2 separate regions of the Mus musculus genome follow, and region 2 is linked to region 1. The links are chromatin contacts, called in public promoter capture Hi-C maps. All regions are on one chromosome and are shown on one strand. The core of a region is the stretch at or near the end of the contact, and the rest is flanking DNA. Distances in the headings are between cores, read along the strand shown.

Evidence for each region. Capture Hi-C pulls out chosen DNA fragments and counts their contacts.
Region 2: a contact with region 1 is called in a promoter capture Hi-C map of liver. The contact joins the promoter of Zfp184 here to the promoter of H4c11 in region 1. A contact is called at or near these places in 2 of 39 promoter capture datasets (the HPC-7 cell line and cranial neural crest), 1 of 484 Hi-C or Micro-C datasets (pre-B cells), 2 of 115 datasets of contacts at active chromatin or transcription factors (effector CD8 T cells and pancreatic cancer cells) and 2 of 9 other capture datasets (adipose tissue and liver).

The regions. Positions count from the first base shown.
Region 1 is chr13:21,731,792-21,739,076 of GRCm38.p6, forward strand. It overlaps H4c11 (H4 clustered histone 11), which reads left to right and starts at 3,243. Exons shown (of 1, transcript NM_178210.2): 1 at 3,243-3,665. The coding sequence starts at 3,305. The coding sequence ends at 3,616.
Region 2 is chr13:21,942,414-21,949,698 of GRCm38.p6, forward strand. Zfp184 (zinc finger protein 184 (Kruppel-like)) reads left to right here and starts at 2,681. Exons shown (of 6, transcript NM_183014.1): 1 at 2,681-2,786; 2 at 3,143-3,386; 3 at 4,590-4,657; 4 at 7,247-7,285. The coding sequence starts at 3,380.

The sequences.
Region 1 (7,285 bases), core at 1,993-4,492:
TTTGTAGGAGGATGTAAGGAAGAGGATGTGGCCCTTGATCTGGAGGAGCTGGAAGCCAAACCCCAGGTACCTGAGTTAGACCTGTAATTACCCAGAGCCACAGGGACTGTGGAAGTGCCCCTGGCAGTGAATTATTATGGCCACCTCTACCAGGAGTTGGAGGGCCTCTAAGAGTCGGGCTATACTGACACCAAGGCACAACAGGGGCTCCCTTGGGAGTCAGCAACCCCCTTTCCTTCCATAGGATAGAGTGGCTATGAGCTATTAGGAGGATGTACTTCAAATCAGTGTAGATGTTAGCATGTTGTCCTTTGGCAATACGGAGTGAGCTGGTTAGAGCCTATTGTGAAAACGTTCCCACTGGGAGGTAGTTTGTCGAAACCAGTTCAGCTGAGGTGACAACCACAAAAGCTGGCTGTGGGGTTGCTGAGTTATCTAAAAGGGAACTTCCATCCACAAAAAAATAGATGTGGGAAGTGGTACTGGAAGAGAATGGAACAGGCAGTATGACCAGGTTTAGAGTAGGTCTAGGGGCCAGAGTGGCTTGGCAGTTTTCCAGGAATAACAGATGAAAGGCCTGGACCCATGAGGGTCCCAGGAGAGAGAGAAGAGGGCCTCAAGGGATGGATAGGTGTTGTTGGAGTATAAAGTAACAGGCTGGAGCATGGAGACTTTGAGAGCCTCTTGGGAGAGTTCAGCACCACTGCTAGAGCCCGCAGAAATGGCTGCCACCCGCACACAGTAGGGTCCATTTGTCTACACAGAAAAGCGACAGGTGGGAGGGCATAACAGGTTGGGCCAGGACACCTGTTGCTGCCCCCAGCCTCTCATCAATAAAGAGGTAGTAGGGCCAAGAAGACTCTGAAAGAGCTATATAGCCACGTGAGTGAGAGTCCCATTGGGGGTTTCCTTGGCCACTTGGTATAGTGGCTTAGCCATAATAGTAACACTGGGGATTCAATGTCTGAAGAACCAGGTCACAAAAATGAAAGAATCTGATCACAACCATTGGGGGCTGTAGGTCCCTCAGAGGCCACACACAGTTGCAGATAAGGGTCTTAGAGCCCTGGCTAAGTTGAATCCCCAAGTATATTATGGCAGAAGAGCACAGTTGACTTTAGACACGAGATGCTGCGGTGTCTTAGGGTTTCTGCTGCTGTGACCAAAACACAAGTTGGGGGGAAGGGTGTTTATTTGGCTTACACACCCAGATCACAGTCCATCATTGGAGGAAGTCAGGACAGGAACTCAAGCAGGGCTGAGGGCAGGAGCTAATGAAGAAGCCATGGAGGGGTGCTGCTTACTGGCTTGCTTCTCATGGATTGCTAAGCCTGCCTTCTTATAGAACCCAGGACTACCAGCCCAGGGATGACACCACACAGAATGGTCTGGGCCCTCCCCAACCTATCACTAATTGAGAAAATGCCTTACAGCTCTATCCTATGGAGGCATTTTCTCAACTGAAGCCACTTCCTTTCTGATGACTCTAGCTTGTGTCAAGCTGACACACAAAAGCAACACAATTGCTCCTTGTCAACTTGACTCACAAGCACAGCACTATCAATCGTCCACTAGATGGGTCTGGTCTGCTTGCTGGCTGGCACACATTCACACTGTGTGAGAGTGAGAGTGGAGGCCTGGATGATATAAAGGTCGTGCCTCATGTTAATGACTGGCGAAGGGACCGGAACGCCTTAACACTGGCAGACCGGTTGACAGAGAAGGATCCTAGCAGTTTTTCAATCTGGGGAGGTCTTGAGGAGGAAAAGGAACATGAACTCAACAACACCCTCAACTCCAACTGCTTCCTGGAGAGGGCAGAAGGGAGCACAGGTTTGGTGGGACCCTGTATAAGAGGCTACAGGGGAGATTCCAGGGGTAGTAGGCCAGTGTGGATGGGGCCAGGGTGTGGGTGTCAGCAACGAAGTAGAGGCAGGAAGCAGAGTAGGCAGGGAGGGTGGAAGTGGATAAAGGGGAGAGGGTTAACCTATAAGTGGAACCTGTAAAGAAGAAGGAGGAGCAGGGAGGAGGGGAAGAAGGTGGGTAAGGGGAAGAGGCTAATTGTGCATGGCCTTTAGCTCAGAGGGGAAGACAGAAGGCATTGGTATAGGCAAGAAGACTTCAGTAAGCAGAGTATGTGATTTTTGGGGGGGGGGGGTGGGGGAGGTGGGGTGGGATTGGGAAAGGATTAGGTGGAATAGGAGAAAGGCCTGGGTGCAGAGAAGAAGGCTGTCCACTAGACAAAGCACTTAGTGTGTAGGAGGGGGAGAGAAGAAGAGAAGGGGTGGAGACCCAGTGATTCAGATGACGGTTGCTCGAGGTCTGAGTCCCTGTATGTCTGAAAATGCTGCAACCTTGGCCTAAGCCATCGAGCACTACAGACGGAGGGACAAGAATTCAGTTCCCCCAAAACGTGAACAAAGGGAGTCCAGACCATTCTTAAACCAGCAGAAAATTTCAAGATCACGAAGGATGTTATAGTCAAGAGTGCCCTCTAGTGGCCATCCAGACGGGTCAGCGTGTACTGAGGGCAGACCAAAGAACAAAGGAAAGTCAGGCATTTTGGATTCCAGCCCACTTTGGATAAATTTTGAAGTAGGCACCCCAAGGGCGACTGAGATAGTGTTTAGACCCTGTCTTGCCCTTTTCCAAGCCAGGGTTGGTTGCCAGAAACTCTTAGGTGAGGGTGATGACATGTTAGCCTGAAGTTTTCTCCAAGCATATGGGGTTGAGGGAAGGACAGCAGACAGGGTTTCCCAGATTGTGTGGTGTGAGCAGGGGTCCAAGCAAACTGTGAACTGAAATCGGCTTAAAGGTTTCTATAAATTCTTATAAACATATTAAAATGGCCTTTTGGAAGTTTGAACTAAAAAAAAAAATTGAAATGCGGTTACAATAGAGAAGGAACACAAGGTAATTCAGAGCACGGTTTGCACGGTGGAAAGTGTGTACTGAGCACCAAAGCGCCTTAGCAGCCGCCTGCAGTGTCCTCTCTGGACGGGGTTACCGGTTGTTAAGGGGCCGCTTGGCTTTCTGTATTTTGTGCAATCAGTGTACTGATTGTGCGCTCGATTCTCCAAACTCTTAAAAGGGCGTGAGGAGCTAGTTCCCTCAGAAAGCACAGACAGGGAAACAAAAGGCGCCCTTTTTCTTTTTGGTAAGTCTTCCCCTCCCCCACGGCCGCGGGCGCAACTTCCCGCCTCCTCCCTGCAGGTTCTCATTTCGGTCCGCCCGCTACAGTATAAAAAGACGGCGCTCAGGCTCCCGGTCAGCATCTCTGTTCTGAGCTGTCCTGAGTGCAGTCATGTCTGGCAGAGGTAAGGGCGGGAAAGGGCTCGGTAAAGGTGGCGCTAAGCGCCACCGCAAAGTGCTGCGCGACAACATCCAGGGCATCACGAAGCCCGCCATCCGCCGCCTGGCCCGGCGCGGGGGAGTGAAGCGCATCTCCGGCCTCATCTACGAGGAGACCCGCGGTGTGCTGAAGGTGTTCCTGGAGAACGTGATCCGCGACGCCGTCACCTACACGGAGCACGCCAAGCGCAAGACCGTCACCGCCATGGACGTGGTCTACGCGCTCAAGCGCCAGGGCCGCACCCTCTACGGGTTCGGCGGCTAAGCTGCTCGCTTACACTATATTTCCCTAAAGGTCCTTTTCAGGACCACCACATCTTTTACAGAAGAGCTGACGCTTGTTAACTGAGAACTGGAGTGAAAACGGCTCGTAACAGGTTGTCCAATCAGAACGAACATGTATGTGCTTAATTTGCATGCGGAACAATGCTAGGAAAGCTGAATAGTCCTGTCAAGTGGTGAGTTCACTAGGTGTTCACATGGTTTCACTCTTTTTATTTGTTCTAGGCAGTTTTATTATACTTGCCCATTTTTCTGCTTCCACCTCTTAAGGATGCTTCCCTACTTAAGTCATTTCATACCTTGCGACAGACCACTTAAGTTCAGGATTTGTACATTCAGTTGTGTAGAATGAGGTTGATCTGGCTTTATAAACTATGCTGTCTCGGATGCAATAAAATTCTGAATAAAACTGCCAATATGGGGGAGGTGTGAATTTCTGAATTGAGTTTTTATAAGCCATAAAACTTTAATTAATAAATCATAAAACGGCCAAGAGTCAACAGTTAATGAAGGTACACTGTTACTACGTTTACACTTCCACATAAATGTCAATAGAAACAATTTAAGTTGTCCAATGCTTGCGTTTAGTCTGTTCCACATGGGAGAGAGCATGTGGTTTTGCTTAATACACATTCTAATTCCATGTATTTTCCTGCATGTTTTATGACTTCATTTTTCTTTAGAGATGAGTAATATTTATGTATGTTTGCTTGATTAACAAATTTTTCATTATCCATTTCTCTGTAGATGGGCAACTAGGTTGATTCCAATTCTTTGTTATTGTGAATAAAGCAGTAATTAACATTGAGGTAAAAAAATATCTCTATGATTCTCTATATTCTTTGAATATATGCTCAGGTTTAAAATAACTTTGTCATATTGGAGTTCTATTTTTAATTTTTTGAGAATATCCGAACTGATTTCCACAGTGGCTGTATTGATTTGTACCCCACCCCGCACCCCAATACCAGTAAATCAGAGTTCCCTCCACATCCTTGCCAACATTTGTTGATGGCTTTCATCCTAACTGAAGTGGTATCTCAAACCACTTCACACATTAAATAGTTTTAATTTGCATATCCCTGATGTCTTGGATTATTGTTGAGCACTTAACAATAGTCACTGACCACTTACCTTTGTTTTGAAAACTATTGATTCAAGTTATGTGCTGATCAGCAGCTTCATTTTTCTAGCATTCACTTCCTGAGTTCTTTGTAAATCCTGGACATAATCTCCAGTCTTATACAGAGCTAGCCTAGATTTGATCCCATTTTGTAGGTTGTCCATTTGCTGTTCTGATTGTTTGCTTTGCAGTAGAGAAACTTTTCATGTTATACCATCTGTTGAAACTTGACCTTAGATCCTGTGCTGTTTTTATTCTATTTAAAAATTTTTCCCTACCACAGTATCTTCAGGGGCATTCCCTTTGTGTTCTTCTAAAAGTTTAAATGTTTCAGGGCTTTGACCCATTTTGAACTGAGTTTTTCACAAGATGAAAGATACAAATTCATTTCCAGTCTTCCACAGTCAGAAATCCAGTTCTACCAGCAATGTTGGCCAGGCTTTCCCCAAAGCATGTTTTTCCCACTTTAGGACAAAAATTAGGTGGGTATAGCTTTGCCTTTTTATTTCTAGGTCCTCTATTCTATTCCACTGGATTTTCTGCTTTTTGTTGTTGTTGTTGTTGTTGTTGTTGTTGTTTTTAATTCCAGCACCAGGCTGTCTCTATCACTATAGCTCTATGTACAACTTGAGGTAAGGTGATGACATTAGCGTTCTTCTTACTCATTACAATTGCTTTGGCTCTTTTTTGTTTCTATTGGATTTTTGCATTATTTTTTCTAAGCTTGTAAAATGTGACATGGACAGTTTCATAGGTATTGCATTAATTCTGTATATTAATTGTAGATATTTTATAGTATTATTTCTGTATAAAAATTTTTTTTCACTTTCTACTATTTTCTGTTATATTTTAAGTGAGAAAGTTACAAACCATCATAATTATACATATAAGGCCAAATTAAAGGTTTATTTTTTGGACAGCAACCAAGAAAGTCTCCTGGTGTTGGAAACTCAGAGAACTATGTACTTAGAAGCAAAAGACCACAATTATATCACTCTTATGTGAGGGTCGGAGTAGGCTTCCAGCTGTTCAGGAAGAACAAACATGACCATTTTGACTTATCTCTTTAACAGTTGTTTGAGTTTATGTTTTGCTTGTACAAACATTAACTACTTTGGTTAATACATCTGGACAGTGGTCAGGATCATTGTCAATGCAAATGTGTTCCCAAGGTAGACAAAGCCACTGTAGAAGCAGAGAAGTGTCTACACAGACAGAAAATAGAGTCAGGACCAACACAGCACTACCCTACTCATTTCACTATGCTTTCCTTTTTCACTATTTTAAAGCTTTTGTTGCAGAGGTCTTGGATTTTTGTTGCTGCTGCTGCTGCTGCTGTTGGTGTATTTCTGAATACTTAATTGGGAGTATTTCGAAGGAAATGTATTTTTCTAATTACTTTCTGGGAGAGTGTAATGGCTATTCTCGATTGTCAGTTTGTCAGATTGACTATATCTGGAATGAACTACAATCCAGAAATGGAGGGCAGACCTGTGACCTGTAGCCTTTGCTCCAGATATGGAGGCTGGGAGACACAAGTGTTTGATCCAGGTCTTGATGTGGGATGACACACAGTCTTAATCTGTATCAACACACACCTTTAATCCAGATCTTGAAGCACTCTTTAACTAGACCATACCATCTGCTGAAAGCCTACATAAGGACAATAGAAAAAGGAAGGGTTTATTTTTTTCTTCTATGCCTGTTTATAAGCATATCTGTTGGAGCATACTTCATCTGGATTCCAGCTTATATAGGAGACCAGCTGAAACACCCAGCCTTGTGGGACTGAGCAACTACTAGATTCCTGTAATATTTATTCACAGCTGGCCATTGTTAGATCAGTTGGATTGAACCCTGTAAGTTATTTAAAAAAAAAAAAAAAGAAAGAAAGAAAAAAAACCTATAAATAGGGAGAGACATTCTATAAGCTCTGTGACTCTAGAGAACCCTGGTAGCAGGAGAAGTGGTACCAGAACTAGTTATAGAGGAGTAGAAGTATAAGGATGAATCTTTTAAGTGTTTGGAATAGGCTTTTAATTTGCCAGCACCGTCAGCTACTGAAGAAACCTATCACTCAGTCTCTCTCTCCTGGGAGCTCAGAGCGTATTGAAAGCCTATGGTGGAAACTATAATTCAAACTTAAAGAGGTAAATGCCTTTGATTATCTTGATCATCGGTTGTGTGTGGTAATAGATTTGGTGACCAGATATATGAAACTTTCTACGGTTTGGGTTGAGGGGGGGAGGGGAGGGGGGAGGAAAATGCTTTTGCTGTTTAGTTGCTCTTAGCATTTCTGGATAAACTGATAAAGGGTCGGACTGATCTCCATGAGCTCCAGATGCAAATCAAACAATGTAAAGGTTTTTAAGTAAAGAGAATCTTCTCTCCAACAGCCATAGAGCTTGAGTCGCAGAACATCAAACCAAAGCTCTCATTGTAAGGTTGCCTGGATTACAGCAGAAATCCAAGCCTCAGTCTCAGAGGGGCCAGCAGGTAAAGTAAGGGCATTTGTTGGCAAAGGATGGG
Region 2 (7,285 bases), core at 1,431-3,930, 210 kb after region 1:
AGGCCAGCCTGGTCTACAAAATGAGTTCCAGGACAGCCAGAGCTATACAGAGAAACCCTGTCTCAACCCCCCCCCCCCCAAAAAAAAAACCTAATCGGTGAGGATTACTGAATGGAAGCTAAGAGCATGAATAGTTTTATAAGAATGGCTATACCATCCTCCAGAACGGTGTATTGCTTGCATCTTTGCTGTAGGTTCAGGAGAGCTCCTTTTGTTCTACATCCTTTTCAGTGTTTGGTGTCACTGTCCTAATTCTAGATCATTGGTAAGGAGTATGCCGGTGTGATTTTATTTTAATACACATTTCCCTGACACTAAGATGTAGAGTGCTGTTCATATTTCTGTATTCTGTAAATATCATCTTTGGTGAGGTGTTAAAAGTTTTGAGGTTTGGCCTATTTTCTAAATTGGATGGTTTATTGAGCATTGTTAAGAATATTATTAAAATAACAGTTTATTTTGCTGCTGGATTTTAAAACCAGGACTAAGCAAAAACTACCACTGAACCACCTGTTCCTCTACTTCTAAAAGCTCTTTTTATATTTTTGGTACAAATACTTTAATAGGCAAGTGTTTTTTTGTACCTGGTCTTTGCTACTTTGCTACTTGTGGACTCTTCTTTTTCCCACCCTTTATTCCCTTGGTTTCATCCCCTATCACTGGATAGGAGAGAAAGAAGGAAAGAGAGGGGGGGGGAAGGGGAAGGGAGAAGGAGAGGGGGAGGGGGAGAGGGAGAGATCTGAATCTATTTTTTTTCTTATTTCTTCTTGAGCATGACTAACAAACTACAACCAATCTGAATGACCACCAACCACCAACCCCACCTCTCAGTGCCCTAGCGTTTGAAAGGTTCCTAAAATCCCAAACGTCACATAGTTGCAGAAACAATCTGCAGCTGGCAAAACCATGCCTCTGCTAGAGCATGAGGTAAATCATAATCAACTGCTTTGGACAGTCTGAAGCAGCCTCGTAATCCCACACCTGGGATTAAAACTAGAACACATTCTTATATTTCTTAAAAAAAAAAAAAAAAAAAAAAACAAAAAAACAACCAAAATTCCAAAATTGTCATTACAGTTTTCAAATATCTCCCAGTCTGGATTTTTCAGTGTAGTAAACAGACATGTGGTTGACTGTCCTAACCATGAGAATATATGAAAGATGACTGTAGCTGTTTCCCATGCACCTCACTTCCATCTGAGTCATCACTAGAATCTAATGTCTATATAGCATCCATTTTTTAAAGGCATTTGAGACTTTTTAAAAAATAATTTATTTATTATATGTAAGTACATTGTAGCTGTCTTTAGACACCAGAAAAGGGCCTCATATGTTACTACAGATGGTTGTGAGCCACCATGTGGTTGCTGGGATTTGAACTCAGGACCTCCTGAAAAGCTGTTAGTGCTCTTACCCGCTGAGCTATCTCACCATCCCCAGCATCCATCTTTTAAGAATAATTTAGTTTAAATGCTATAACTCAGTAATTCTTCTAGCTTCTACTCATAATCAAATTTCAAAGTCACTTTCATGTGTCCAGGCATTTATTTCAACAGAGCCCCATTCCCAGAACCAAAACCTGTGAGGTGCTCCTAGCCAGCAAACAGAAAAGCTAGTGTTAGAAGTCTGGTCCTAAGCATGCAGTCTTCTATAAATTCTAGTTCCAAGGGCTCCTACATCCTTTTCTGGACACCAAAGCATGTCCCTTCACATATGCCCACAAACAGACACATAAAATCAATTAAAAAAAAAAAACTAAACATGATTGCTGTTTGCATTCTCTTTTTTATCGAATGTCTTGTTGCAACCATTTCTCTAAATATCATCCCCTTTCCTTAAAGTTTTCATGTGTAGCATTATCATTTCCAGGTCTGGTGCTCTCAGCTAAGGAGGGGAGCCACTTTAGCCCTTCTGTCAAATAACTGGGGAGGAACAGAAGCCCTTAGATGAGTGGGCCACATCTTTGAAACATAAAAACCTATTTGTTGCAATCTTCTGTGTTCGTCTAGAGCACTAATGGATATGCTTTAAGTGCTAGGCAAGGAAACGTGCAGTATGTAAAATACTGTACCATCACCTTCTCCCGGCTTCTTTAGTATTTAAAAAAAAAATGAGAGTCGTTTTTCGAAGACATGAAAACGAAAAAATATTTTCAAAACGACAAATACCATATAAATGAGAATGCAGACCAACCAGGTAATAAAAGTAGGGTTGAACGATGAAATGTACGCTTGCATTTTGAAATTCTCTGTGAGGGGAGGTCAGATCCTTAGGAGGTGGAGAAGGTGGATCAGGATTTCAAGGCCAGCCACATGTATATAGCAAGTTCGAGACCAGCCTGAGGGGCATGGTACTGCCCCCAACATCTCCGCCCAAAACCCTGAGGGTGTGTGAATATTGGTTACAAACGCTATATATGGCCACCTCTGCTCACAATCCAAATCACTGGACACAAACGGTAGGCAGGTTCAACCTCCCGAGCCACCAGGAGGGACTGCAGCATTTGTGGAAACCTGGGAAAAGTAATTCAGAAACACTGCGCGTTGCATTCTGGGAATTGTGGTCCTTTGTGTTCCCCGGTGAGGCGCTCCTGTGTGTTGCGGGGAGGGGGAAACCAAGGGAAAGGGTCTACGCGACCGGAAGTGACCGCTAAGCCGACTGTGGGCGTGGAAAGGGGTGGGCGTTTGGCTCGTCCCACGGCGTAAACTCACAGCCTGAGTTTTGATGACCATCCCAGGTCATCTGGATCCAGGATCCTTGGAGTGCGTCACAAGACTGGAGTCCAGGTATCACCATGGCAACCACCAGCGCCTTGGGTGTGTGACGTCACCTTGCGGGCTCGCGTAGTGCGGCATGCGCGGGAGGAAGCCGGGGAGTCAGGGAAGGGGGCGCGCCTCCCCTCGGCGTTGCCGGGGACCGCGGGTTCCCCAAGGCTTTGTTCCTTTGTTCTGGGCCGGGCCAGCAAAATGCGGAGCAGCCCGCCTTTCTGGTGTGCCCCGCAACAGGTGTGTCTGGCCGCCTGGGAAAGTGGGAGATCGCAGACCCTGTGGAGGGCGGGTGGCCAAGACTAGGTGGGCGCCCAGAGTCTCTACTGCAGCGAGGCAGAGCTGTTCGCTCCCTATTCACTTTTTGTTTCTTGTAGCAATCCAAACTTCCCCTGTGCACGTCCGATCTTGGACAGGACCTCTTGGCTACTCTGTACGAGTCTGAGGTGCGACTGTAAGACGCGTGCTGCAGAGTGTATCCTGTGCCTGGTAGGCCAGTCTCGTAGAGCATAAGACACCTACTCTGGAAGGAGAGCGGGACATCCAAGTCCCAAACTGAAGCTGCCCAGGTATCCACGTGTCCAAGTTCTAGCGGAAGACGTAGAGCTCCTGGGATGGCAGGTAATGGCAATGGCCAGGGCAGAGAGGACTGGTGTATGGCGAACTGAGAGGTGGGAGGAAGAAGTAATGTGGCCAGGGGTAAAGAAACCTAATTACATCATCGAAAGAGGCTTGAAAGAATTAATTCTGAGTTCTGGACATCAGAATTTGAAAAGGAACAACAGTTCAGAATATCTGATCCTCTTGACATTTCTCTTTTATTACATTTCCGAATAGAAAACTTTAGTCAGAAAAAAAAAGGTGTTTTAACTTATTGCAAAGATTAGTTTTGAAATATCTTGCAGAAAGCAATTTTTTCAAGCTTGTTCTGGTGCAAGTGTGTGTGTGGACTTAAACTCACCATTTGGGTGCAAATGTTTCCTTGTTTTTTAGTTCCTTTTACTAACAGTGCCTAGTCCTGTAACCTGTGTGTAGATCTTAAAAGCACCAGATACTGTCAGTAATTTTACAATGATGCCGTTACCTGTGAATTCAGCTGTTAGAACTCCTAAGTTCCCTGTCAAGCAGCCTAAGTCTCATTTCCTATGATAGGTCCATATAAGATCGCTAGACTTCTTTGAGTAGTCTTTTCCTAGTTAGCATATTTCTTACATTGCAATGCCTAAAACTAAACAGTTCTTTAAATGTCCTTTTAAAAATACCTAAGAGTATGATCTATTACTATCTTTCCCTTATCACATTTTTGTTAATTTTTTTAAAAAGATTTTGTTTTATGTGTATAAGTGTGTGCTTGCATGTCTTTACTTTCGTTAGGTATGGGAGAGTGTCACTGAATAAACTCACTGGGACCCACAAGGTTTTGCGTCCTTAGTGCTGGGATTAAAGGCATGCACTATTATACCCTACTGTTTACTCATGCTTTATGTGAAGCAGAGAGGACTCAGCAAGAGTGCCTTGCTTCATCAATGAGGACTTCACATTTCTCTGTATGAACCATGTGAAGTGTCAAGAGACAAAGATGAATATTAAGGCAGAGTTTGGTTTTTGTTGTTTGTGTGTTTGTTTGTTTGTTTGTTTGTTTCTGCTGAGCCTTCTCAGGATGGTACAGAGGCCTCAGTTGAACCTTTTAGGGGGTTGGGGGATTCTGACATATAAAGGAAGGGGAGACATAGTTGTTATTTCCAGGAAGAAAAGTAAAACATTTTTCTGGATTGCTGGCAGCAGCAGATCTGGTCATATTTAGCCTGGCCTCTTCCTTTTTAGGTCTGTCCTTTGCAGACTCTGCCAGTCTCCACGAGGGACGTCCCCTACTCCTACCATCTAGTTTTCGGGTAAGTTGAGATTTTCCCAAGTGCCATGTCCCTTCTCAGAATAATGTGTTTTTATTGTCAAGTATGTGGACTCCCAAATCATTGTTGGTGAGCTTTCTCTGGGCTCTCATCTGTCCTGTGATCTCACCTGGGTCCTGCTCGGCCTCAACAGCTTCAGCAGTCATTCACCACTTACCTCTTACCCAGTGCCTTGTAACACTGCTGGGGAGGGGGAGGAGGGAGAGGGAGGAGGGAGGAGGAGGAGGAGGAGGAGGAGAGGCAGCAGCAGCAGCACAGCATAAGTCTTTATTTGACAGTAAATTGGCCAATAAAAGTCAAAGCAGGAGGAGTACAAAGGTGAAGTGAGTGCTGCAGAACTTAGGGAATGGAGAGAGATGTATGGTTTGCAGAGGACAGAGAGTTACATGAAGGACGTAGAATTATATTCTCTCGAGGACAAGTGAGATTTGAATATTTGAGTAAGACGTGTGAGGAGCAGAGTGTAGGTGTGCAGATGAGCACTGGTAATAGTCACAGAATCAGAAAGATTTGGAGGAGATGGCTTACTTTGAAAACGTTAAAAAATAAAATAAAATTGAATGAGGTAAGACTATGAAAGAACTCAAATACTTAATGAGACGTGTGAAGGCTTTATTCTGTAGGTCACCTGTAGGAAAAATTTTCCATCGACCGTACTTAACCTTAAGATGTCTTTTTTCAGTTTTTCCCAATTTCAGCTTAAGTGCTGTTAGCATCACTTTGTTTTTTATCAAGGAATATTGTGATGATAAACTGCATGCATTTTAAACCACAGTGTCACTCCTCTGTATCCTGAGGAAGTGGTTTTAGGATCCCTAACAGCAAAATATGTGGATCCTCAATGTCCTTACACAAGATGGCACAGTGTCTGCATATAATCTATCCACATTCTCAGGTTACTTTAACCATCTCTAGACACATGGTAAATACTGTGCAAATACACTAGAAATTCTATACAGTTGTTCTACGTTGTTGTTTAGGGAATAGTGACAAGAATAATATCTGTGCATGTTCTTTGAATGTATTTTATCTACAGTTGATTGAATCCACAGATGGAGAGAGACAACTCCAATTGGATAAGTTTCAACATACATGAAGGTTCATAAAACAGTTGTCATGTTCCAGGTAGTGAGTGAACATATAGTCAGAGAACATACTTCTCCTGACTTGAATCTTTTTTCTTTTATTAAGATTTATTTTGGCTTTTGTTCAGAGAATGATCCATCTTATTAATGATCAGAGTGTACTGTAAAGGAATGTAAATTTGCTCACATTGGGTAAAGTACTCAATATATGTTAGTTTCCTATTATTGTAATTAATTATTTTAAGCTTAGTTTGCTCAAAAACATAAAGAGGCCAAAAATTCAAAGTGAAGCTGGGAGAAGCATAGGTCTTTAATCCTACCACTTGGGAGGCAGAGGCCTGCCAAGACTATAGCAAGACTTTCTCAAACAACCCCACAATGTAATCTTTAAACCAACAGGAATATTTGTTAATGTTGTAAAGGTATAACGATCTCTATTTATTTTTATTTATTGGCTAGTAGTTAAGCATGATATGATTTACTGACCATTGAATCTTAATGTGAAAACTGCTTAATCCTATCCAGCCTGTAGATGTACGGGCCAATTTTTTTTTAGACAGGGTTTCTCTGTATAGTCCTGGCTGTCCCAGAACTCACTCTGTAGACCTGGCTGGCCTTGAACTCAGAAATCCACCTGCCTCTGCTTCCCAAGTGCTGGGATTAAAGACATGCGCCACCAAAGCCTGGAGCATGGACCTATTTTGAGCTGTTTTCTTCTTACTGAATTTTATTCCACAATATGATGCTGGTTTGGTTCCTTTATATTTTGGTGTCCATTGAAATGTAATAGGGCAGTTGGGTGCTGTTGGCACATGGGTTTAATCCCAACAGAGGCAGAAGCAGAGGTGCGGAGGCTCAGAGGCTCTACAGGGGACAGAGGGTAGAGATCGAGGCAGGGGCAGGTGGATCACTAAGTTTGAGGCCAGCATGGTTTATCTACAATGTGAGTTCCAGGACAGCCAGTGCTACTTGGAGAAACCCTGTCTCCTTCCCTCTCTCCCCCCTCCCAGAAAGAAATGTAATAGTGCAAGTCTGTCATAAAGTTGTTGGATGGTCCTACACGTTATAGATATTAAAACATTATTGATTACAGCAGTTATAATATAGTACTTGCTGTATCTTAGAACTCAGAGATAAGGAGGAAGAACCATGACAGCATTGGTCGGTAGAATGAGCACTTACATGCCCACATTAAGCACTTCACAGGGAGAAAGGTGTGTTTTTATTTTGCTTTTTGGCTTTGTTTTTGGTGCTGAGGATTGGACCTAGGACCTTTCTCATGCTCTGCCAATGAGTACATTACCACCCACCACAAGGAACATTTATTTTATTCTTAATACCAATCCTACGGGTAAGGTCTATTTGAAAATTTTCAAAAGGTGGACATACTAGTACTGCTTTTAGTGTATCACCTGACTTGCTTCTGTGGATCTTATTAATTTTACCTATTTCCTAAGGCTAAGCTGTAGAATTCTTGATATTTTAGGAATCAGTGACCTTCAAGGATGTGGTCGTGAACTTCACT